Regions from separate parts of the Ovis aries genome. Here region 2 is linked to region 1. Evidence: chromatin contacts called from public Hi-C data. All regions are on one chromosome and are shown on one strand. Each heading gives the region's core, a stretch centred on a gene start, on an enhancer-like site or on the middle of the called end of the contact. The rest is flanking DNA. Distances are from core to core; before and after follow the strand shown.

Region 1 (4,766 bases), core at 272-2,771:
TCAAGTCTCCTGGATGCCATGTGCTACTCTTGCTTCTTGGTTAATTTCACATCAGCCTTTGAGGCGTCTGGGCTCCGGCCACAGGGAACACAGGAGACTGCCACCCAGGGATGCAGAGCCAGGCTAGTGTCTTTCTGCTCCTCCCTGCTCTACTCCCCTGCCTCCCAGGGCAGCACACATACAAGGTAAACCAGTTCTCACTTTCTGAAACTGATAGAGCAAGGAAGGGGTTTGAGATGGTGAGGAGGAGGTGTCCCAAGGGGGAACAAAGGGGGCTGGAGCTGGATGTGCGGTTTCAAGGCCGGGTTGGCCCTCACCTCCCCACCTCCAAGAGGGCTGGGTTCTCTCTGAACTATAATCCTCCACAGGTTAGTTCTCAAACCAAGAAACAGGTGGCCATTAGCACTCCTGCCCCACACTGTAAAATGAATGTATCTCTGACTTACTAGAACTCAGTGCCGCCACCTCCCTCTCGCTGCTCACCCCCCAACTCCCGGACAAAGAATTCTTCCCCCAGCCCAAACGGTACCACAGTCTACCCGCTTATGTTAGCCCCAAGCCTAGCATCGGAGAAGGCAATGGCAACCCACTCCAGTACTCTTGCCTGGAAAATCCCATGGATGGAGGAGCCTGGTAGGCTGCAGTGCATGGGGTGGCTAAGGGTCGGACACCACTGAGCGACTTCACTTTCACTTTTCACTTTCACTCATTGGAGAAGGAAATGGCAACCCACTCCACTGTTCTTGCCTGGAGAATCCCAGGGACGAGGGAGCCTGGTGGGCTGCCGTCTATGGGGTCGCACAGAGTCGGACACGACTGAAGTGACTTAGCAGCAGCAGCAGCAAGCCTAGCATCCCTCTCGCTTCTGTCACCTCCCACCTGTTCCAGATTAGCTGGAATTTTCTCAGCACTTGGTTCAATCCAGCTGGTATTCCTGCTTCTACCTCTGCTCTCCTTCAATTCACCCTCCACACAGCAGCAGAATACTCTATTAAATGTGTAAATGGGGGGATTCCCTGGGGCTTCCCTGACTGTTCAGTCGGTAAAGCATCTGCCCGCGATGTTCAGTCCCCAGGTCGGGAAGATCCCCTGGAGAAGGAAATGGCAACCCACTCCAGTATTCTTGCCTGGATAATCCCGTGGACAGAGGAGCCTGGCGGGCTACAGTCCATGGGGTCGCTAACACTTCACTTCACTAGAGGTACCGTGGTTAGGACACGGCTCTCTCCCTGCGGAGGGCCGAGGTTCCATCCGTGACCCATCCCTGGTCTGGAAAATAAAATCCGACAAGGCGGGGGGCGTCGGGGCAGTTAAATAGGACCAAGGCTTGTGCCTGCATAAAACCCTCCGGTGATTTCCTATCACAATCGGAATGAACTCCGGACTCCTGAGCGCCCAGAGGAAGAGCCACACCTCCCCGTCCGCCCCGCCCCCGTGCCAGCCGGCTCCGCCCCCAGCCGACCCAATTCATTGCGCATGCGCCCCGACCTGACCTGGAAGAGGCTGTCTTCCGAGCCCACGTGTTCGACGAGCATGGCGGAGCCGGCGAGTGTGGAAGTCACCGAGCCTCTGGCTCCGGGAGAGGCCCAGAAGAGCGGCGCCCGGCCTGCCGACCGTCATGGCCTGCTCAAGCACAGCCGCGAGTTTTTGGACTTCTTCTGGGACATTGCGAAGCCGCAGCAGGAGACGCGGCTTGAGGCTACAGAGAAGCTGCTGGAATATCTGCGCGCAAAGCCGAAGGTATGGTGGCGGGGTCTGGGGCAGGAGCACCAGAGATCCTGGCTAGTAGCGGCGAGCTTGGGGTCACGTGGTCGCGAACCTGGACGACCCAAGTGAGCGCGCGCCGAGGAGCGGGCATGGGCGGGTGCCAAACGACCCTTCTCACTGGTCCACCTGGGGATGTGCTTGGTTCCTTAGGGATCTTCCGAGATGAAGTACGCCCTGAAGCGCCTAATCACTGGGCTCGGGGGTGGACGAGAAGCAGCCCGGCCCTGCTACAGTTTGGCCCTGGCACAGGTGAGGTGGTGGCCCCTGGAAGGGGTCCACCTGTGCTGGTCAGGTAGGGGAGTGAGTGAGCAGAGCAGATGTCCCAGCTGCAAGGGACGTGAGAACTGACAAGTAGGGGTAGCATCTCAGGCGAGCCGATGGGAGGTGTGCCCACGTGGATGCGGAGAAAATTGTGTAAGCAAGGCCTTTGTGCAGAGAAGCCCAGGAAGGCGGAGAGAGGGAGGTTGAGGCTGCTTTTGGGTACCTGGGTTGACCAGCCTCCGAGGTACATGTACTGGGGGTGGTAAGCTCTGGGGTGAGTTCTGTTACCTCTGCAGGGTTTAGGACCCTCTTCTCCCAAGGGGCACACAGCTAATTATAAGCCATATCTAAGGAGCCTGGACAAATGGAAGGCCTCTAGAGACCCAGTCCTTGAAGACCAGTCTAGGGAGAGCTCAGAGCTGGCTGTGGGGACAGCATGTTTGGGAAACACAGTCTAGTGGCCAAAGCACCCCAGCTACACGTGGGACAGGGAGAGAGGGGTCAGCTCCATTCACAGCTATGTTCCATCATCAGCACTGCTCAGAGGCAGGTAGGCAGCTTCAGAGGCATCCTTGGGGCGGGAGCAGGGGCCCAAGGCCTGCTCCCAAGGGCAGAAGTTGAAGAAGTAGGAAGAGATTAACGTCTGTTGGGATGTGGCAGGGCCACTCCCCCTGAGCCCCTCTCTTCCTCCTGGCAGCTGTTACAGTCTTTCGAAGACATCCCTTTGGGCAGCATCCTGCAGCAAATACAGGAGAGACATGACCTGCAGAAGGTTAAGAAGGTGAGAGTTAGCAGCCCCAGGGATATCAGCAGTCCCCAGGGTGGGAAATGCTTGGGTCCTTCTCACGGGTGCCTGGAATCCTTTTCTAGGGGATGATGAGACCTGCCCTCTTTGGAAACCTGTTTGGGGTGCTAGCCCTCTTTCAGTCAGGCAGGCTAGTGAAGGTAAGAGCTTTGAGGGTTCTGGGGGTATGTGGACTGGCTTGGAGTGGTGGGGGAGAGTGGCACGCCCCACTCATACCCTCTCTGCCTCTGGGACCACCAGGACTCAGAAGCACTGATGAAGTCAGTGAAGCTGCTGCAGGCCCTGGGCCAGCATTACAATCACCTTCAGGAACAGCCCCAGAAGGCCCTGGTGGACATCCTTTCTCAGGTATGGGCTCACCAGCTGTGGAGCCTTGGGTAACTAACGCCACCCGTCATAGAAGAGCACGGAGAAGACACAGGTTAATGCATGAAAATGCGGTACCGAAGCATAAATGTGGAACATGATGTTTTGTAGTAACTTCCCTTAAAAAGTAAGAAGGAAAAGGGATGTGCTTTAATAACATGGTTTAGTTTAATATCTAAAGTATTTTCATGTGCAGTCAGTATCAGAAAATCTATGGAGGTTTTTTACATTCTTTATCGTGGTAAGTCTCCAAAATCCAGTGTATTTTATACTCACCAGCATATCTCTGTTCAGATTAGCACATTTTACATGCTCAGTGTCCACATGTGACCAGTGGCTTCCATATTGGACCATGCATTTGTAGAACAGCGCCTGACATGTGCCCGGTGGGTTAAACATGTTTGCCATTGTTGTTTTGGGCAGAGCTGGGGTCCCCACTGCCCTACTTGGGAAGTGGAGGTGGGCTAGTACCTAGAATCCTTGCTATGGTGAAAAAGCCAGGGACTGGCACATCCCAGGCCAAGGCTTTCTGCATAACCCTGGCCACAGAGCTGGAAGGACCTGAATTCAAGTCCCAGATCTTCACTGGGGACTCCTTATAAAAAAAATGCTAGTCCTGCAAAACCCACAAGAGGAATAATTAAAAGGGTGGTCCTGGGCTAGTTAGCATCAGTGGGGTGCTTATTTATTTAAACCCAGTTTCCAAGGATTTGGGAATTTGCGCTTTTTAAGAAACCCTCTCTGGTGATTCTGTTGCCTGACAAGGTGGATTGTGACTGTCCCGTCTCAGGCTGTTGGTGTGCCGGGGCCTTGGGGGAGCCTGGGAGGTAGAATGGGGCCCAGAAAGCTCAGCTCACAGCAGGAGAGACAAAGGATGCTGTGAGGGCGCCCTCCGCACCCTCAACCTGTCTCCCCCACCGCCAGGTCCCGGAGACCGCGCTGCAGGAGATCCTGCCCAAGGTCCTCAAGCCTGACATGAATTCAGTTCTCGGCTCCCCTGAGCACCTGGAGCTCTTCCTCTTGGCCCAGCAGAAGGTGCCCAAGAAGCTGGAGAAGCTGATGGGACCGGTCAACCTGTTCTTGGACGAGAACATCCCCAGGTGTGAGGGAGGTGGGCAGGTGGGCCCTCCATCCACAGGTTTGCACCATGACCCGGGGTTGGGGGTCCATGTGGCCCCAGGCGCCTGGCCCTTGTTTGCTGGGGACTGCCCCCTGAGTCTTCTTCACCCCCACCCACCCCCGACCTCTGCAGGCTGGTGACTGTGCTGAAGACGGTGGCCAACTCTGTGAAGAAGGAACGCAAGCTGCCCACCGTGGCTCTGGACCTGCTCCGCCTGGCGCTCCAGGAGGACAAGTTCCCATGGTTCTGGAAGGAGGTTGTGGAGCAGGGGCTCCTGAAGAAGCAGTTCTGGCCGGCCAGGTGTGTGGGCGCTTGACCTCTCCCTATTTGGTGAGCAGGGGTGGCTCAGGGGGCCGAGGGCTCTGACCAGGCCCTGTCGTGCGCCCCCTCAGCTACCTGTGCTTCCGCCTGCTGGGCGCAGCCCTGCCCCTGCTGTCCAAGGAGCAG
Region 2 (4,666 bases), core at 459-2,958, 200 kb before region 1:
TGGCATATTCTGGTTCTTTCCAGTAAAGCAAGTACTTAAGATAATTAACAAAAGCTTTATCTTTGAAGTAACCTCTTTGGGCAAGAACTGAAAGGCATAAAAAAAAAAAAAAAAATACATCTGTAGAGCACACCAGTCCTTGGACTACTGATCTGTGACTAACATAATCGTAAAGAATTTACTTACATAACATTCCCACCACCAACACACACTGAATTCAAAACAGAAGTCCCAGTTTGCTCAATTATATATACCAGTATAAGTGCAACAGTCATTCCATTCAGTTAAGAATGTACAAAACTAGATACTAAAGTCATCTCTCAGAATCCACAGGGAGTTGGTTCTAAGAGGCCCCGCAGACACGAGAATCCACAGGTGCTCCAATCTCCTGTACAAAACAACATAGTGCCATGACAGTATTGTCACCCTCAGGATGGGCAGATTCCACCAACTGAGGTTGCCTCCAAGGATACAAAGGGCTGACAGTACTATGAATTTTGACTCTTCTATCAGAAATCGTAACTAGCTATTCACTTCAATGAGGTGCTCAACAACTTACAGTTAAGGTAATTTGGGTTGGCTAAACACTGTACAAATTCCAACTCCAACTGAAACCGCAGTCGATTTCCAGCATCATCTAGGAGAGAAGATAGCAAAATCATCCAAAATAAATGTCACTGTATATAATACTGATTTTTAGACAGAAAACAGCAGTACAGACATCTGACTAATGCTGAGTTACATAAAGAAGAGCATGCAAAGGTTTTCCTAAACTGGGTGTAGGAGGAGAAACACCTTCCTTATAAGTCTAAGGAAAGCAAAGCCCTGATTAAGAAAAAAAAAAAAAAAAAAAGGTTTATCTAAAGTTAAATTATCAAAGAAAACAAGATTATACATGGAGCAGAACATTAATCACTCGTGAGCCACCATGTTGGGACTTCACAGTGATCACTAGGATAAGCTGCAGCAATGTGCCTTGCCTTATTTTGATAGTGCGTTACAAGCTGTTAAGTGATCAAGCTTAGCAAAAACAAAATGCTAAATCCATCAAGAGACGTTCAGAATGCAAGATGAAAGAGACCCTGGTGAGTATCAAGAAACGCGTGCTTACGTGAGACCCGTTAGTGGCACAGTAATACAAGAGTTCGCTGACGATATTTTAAACTTAGGCAAGCTCATCTGAGATGCAAAAAAACAACTCGAGGAAGCGGTTTATGATCCAAAATCTCTCCTTTAGTCTTCTGGAAGCCGGTGGGGCCACTGTTTGAATAACTAACGGGGAGAAAGGATCGGCCAACAAAACAAACTCTGAAAAGGCCAAATTACCTTCGCCCTTCCAGTCGCTAAAAAAAAACCCTGGTGCCTCCCGCTCCGATCACTCACTCTGCCGGGAGTTGGGCCTGGATTCTCAAAAAATCCCGGGAAGCAGGTGTCTGGACCCGGGACAGTTTCTATTTGACAAAACGCGAGGCTCAGAGCGCTACTCACCTGTCTCCATAGCGACGGCCGCGGCCATCACCAGCAGACACTCTTAAGTCCCCAGCAACCCCACACAGCCAGGATCGGAGAAACAGGGAAGGTCCGGAAGTCGCAGCGTCCCCTTCCTGCCGCGGGGCAGTGTGGGATGCGGGGGTGGGCACAGCTTCGCAAGGGGGCGGGTGGCTCCGCCCATCCAGGGCCCGCCCCGCCCCAACCCCGCCTCCACCCGGACAGGTTCTTGACAGGCTAAGGGGCGATGCGGGGGCAGACGGCGCTCTCGAGGGGACGAACCCAGCGTTCCCAAGGAATCTTAGGCCTCCCCGCCCCAAGATCACGGTGCCTCCACGTGGTTCGCGGGACCCTCGACCACCGCTCTGCCTGCATCACAATGGCATGTGACGTCGCTCCTCACCGTATAAAATAATCCTTCGGGGATTGTGGGGCTGTGGGGCCTCCAAAGGTCAGCTTGGCCCTGTTACCCCCATAAGATGGCCTCACCCCTTCGGGGAAAGCCCTCTCCGGCCCGGGCGGAATCCATCCGCTCCGAGGAGACGGCGACGGTCAGCGTGGAGACCTCGTCCCACCGCGTGGAGACATCCTACCGTCACGTGAGGACATCTTCCCGGCAGGTGGAGACCACCCAGCGCAGCAGCGAGGGACCCTCCGTCTCCTCCTCTGGGAAGCGGCTCCCTCGAGTCCTCGAGGTGTCCTCCCAGCACGTGGAAACCGCCTCGCAGCTCACAGAGACGGCTTCCCGCCACGTCAGGGCCTCGTCCCTGCGGGTGGAGACGTCTGTGCACCGCGTGGAGAGCACGCCGCGGCGGGAGAAGCCAGCCGCCCGCCATAACATCCAAAAGGCCCGATGAAATGCTGCCTTCCTCGGGGCCACGAGGGGGCCATGGCCCTTGGCCAGGGCAGAATCGCCTCCAGTTCGCAGCCTGCCTGCTGCCAGGTGGACCGATCATCTTTGGTTTCCTGGAAACAGTCCACAGATCAATTTAAGAAAGAGCCAAGCTGCGGTTTCGGGATTTAGCCAACATTCATTGACCCTCCTGCACCTTGGACCAAAGGCAAGCCTTTGACCCAGTGAACTATTTTAATTTGAAGCCAGCATAAAAAGTTTTTAGGCTCTAGATACTGTATGTGTTAAGCTGATGGAAAAGAGACTGTTTGAGCCTCCAAGGCAGGTGAGTTTTGAATTGGGGGCCCTTTAAATAACCTTGGCTGCTTCAAACCTGGAGAAGGAAATGGCTACCCACTCCAGTATTCTTGCCTGGAGAATTCCATGGACAGAGGAGCCTGGCAGGCTACAATCCATGGGGTCACAGAGACCTCGACACAACTCAGCGACTATCACTCACTCACTGAATGACCTTGGCTGCTTCAAACTTAGGGACAAGGAGCAAACAAATCATAATCAGTGGAATTATATGCCAGCTGCAAACCTGAGTTGCAAGCAACAGACTTTCCTTAATTAATTACTTGGCTTGTGTTTATGTTTCAATATATTTCTCTTTATGCCAAGTCTTTGTGCCTGGTAGCCATACACACAGGTTTTAATAGAGGTCACATGTAGTTCAAAGGGAAAAGTGAAGGTCGACCTCAACAATCAAGAATAATCTTGGAAAGGAAACCTGACCTGTGATTTGAGGAGGTGCAGGGGAGGAATATTTATTGAGCATCTACTCGGTGCCGGGCGTGCATTTGGGCTATAGCAGTGAACAAGGCAAACAAGGTCCTAGCCCTTGGGGAGCTTATACTCTAGTGAAAAGGCAGACAACAGATGACAAACAAGAGTTTTCTGTTGTGATGAGCACTTCGAAGGAAACAAACAGGTGATGTGATAGAGAATATGCTGACCAGTACCTAGTTTTTCTAAGTTAACCTGGTTAGCAACAACTGAAGGCAGGTCAGGGCTACCCCCTAGATCAGCAAATCTTAACAGATTAGTAAGTGGAGCCATTCAAGGCGGCTTTGACTGGGGATGAAGGGACATCCCTGCTTTCAACAATATGTGCTATTTATCCCATTTAGCAGTATGTAAAGACCTGGATTCTATGGGACCTCATTGGGAGATAGAGTACTTGCTGTTGGCAGGCACTGTGATTCATTACTCACATTAATTCATTTAATTACAGGGGAGTGCACCAGAATAGGATTCAGGCCAGGGGAATGTCATAAAACCCCAGAGGCACCCCTGATGCTTCTGCTTCATCAAACGTCTGGTATAGATTAATATTTAGACTTTGGAATTTTAGTTTCTGGTGAACTTACTCACTCTTTTTAAAGTAACAGACCATGTGCATTAGATACACACTCTTTATCAGTGTTTTTAAATGAGCAAAGTGGTTGCTTTTCTTTAACTGTTCTTTATTAATGTTTTCATTACAAAGTGATAATGTGCTTAATATAACAAGTGAAACAATTCAAGATGTGTAAAGAATCTGTCATCATTGCTTTCCATTTTCCTCCTCTGGTAATAATTCGTGTCAGTAACTTGGTGTATACCCTTCTAGACCTTTCTGCAATAAATGCTCCTGATCTGCTTATTAGTCGTACGTGGAAAACTGGTTGAAAGGTTACTGTGAAGAAGCCAAGAACTTGATTTCTAGATGATTGACTCTCTTGGAATCTAATCCGTTTGTTTTACTTAATAAGGAGACTGAGGCACAGAGTGGGAGCACCTTACCAGTCACATGGCACTTAGCCTACCTGCAGCAGCACTGCCCCCACTGGACTCGCAGAACAGCAAAGATTTCACCACTGGAAACTCATCCATTTAGTTGTCAGTGGCCTGTCCACATTACCCGTTAAAGATACCAGGAGAAAGGGCTAGAATAATTAAATCGTTCTTTAGTGTGTCTCTGATGAGATTCTTTACCAGTCCCAGGGCCACTTTATCCATTAGGCATGGCAGGCTGTAATCCTAGGACCTGCCAAAAATTGTTGAAGCTTCAAAAATCCATTGGCTTCAAAATACAAGTAGAAGAAAATAGCAAAATTGAAATTAATAAGGGTCAATGGGCACACCTTGTAATATATATGATGTGATATGGATCAGGACCTCCAAAGATAAGAATATCTAAGATCCAGGCTTAAAATGGCTCTGCCAAGGTAGCTCCACACTGATATCTGGGCTCCGATGAGATGACAGGGTAGGGCCTCTCTCCAAAAATGTTAAGACTGA

The links. Hi-C and Micro-C count contacts between places; a contact is called where the count stands out from the background.
Region 2: a contact with region 1 is called in a Hi-C map of hypothalamus, with 7 times the contacts expected there. The contact joins the promoter of C11H17orf100 here to the promoter of MYBBP1A in region 1. A contact is called at or near these places in 3 of 16 Hi-C or Micro-C datasets (hypothalamus, muscle and tail adipose tissue).

What each region holds. Positions count from the first base shown.
Region 1 is chr11:24,912,161-24,916,926 of ARS-UI_Ramb_v3.0, reverse strand. MYBBP1A (MYB binding protein 1a) reads left to right here and starts at 1,521. Exons shown (of 26, transcript XM_027975109.3): 1 at 1,521-1,740; 2 at 1,918-2,016; 3 at 2,726-2,809; 4 at 2,899-2,973; 5 at 3,074-3,181; 6 at 4,124-4,299; 7 at 4,452-4,619; 8 at 4,712-4,766. The coding sequence starts at 1,534. It overlaps GGT6 (gamma-glutamyltransferase 6), which reads left to right. Exons shown (of 5, transcript XM_060395329.1): 5 at 1-14.
Region 2 is chr11:25,113,252-25,117,917 of ARS-UI_Ramb_v3.0, reverse strand. C11H17orf100 (chromosome 11 C17orf100 homolog) reads left to right here and starts at 1,708. Exons shown (of 3, transcript XM_042255552.2): 1 at 1,708-2,666. The coding sequence starts at 1,968. The coding sequence ends at 2,345. MED31 (mediator complex subunit 31) reads right to left here and starts at 1,583. Exons shown (of 4, transcript XM_004012582.5): 1 at 1,489-1,583; 2 at 560-637; 3 at 1-87. The coding sequence starts at 1,516.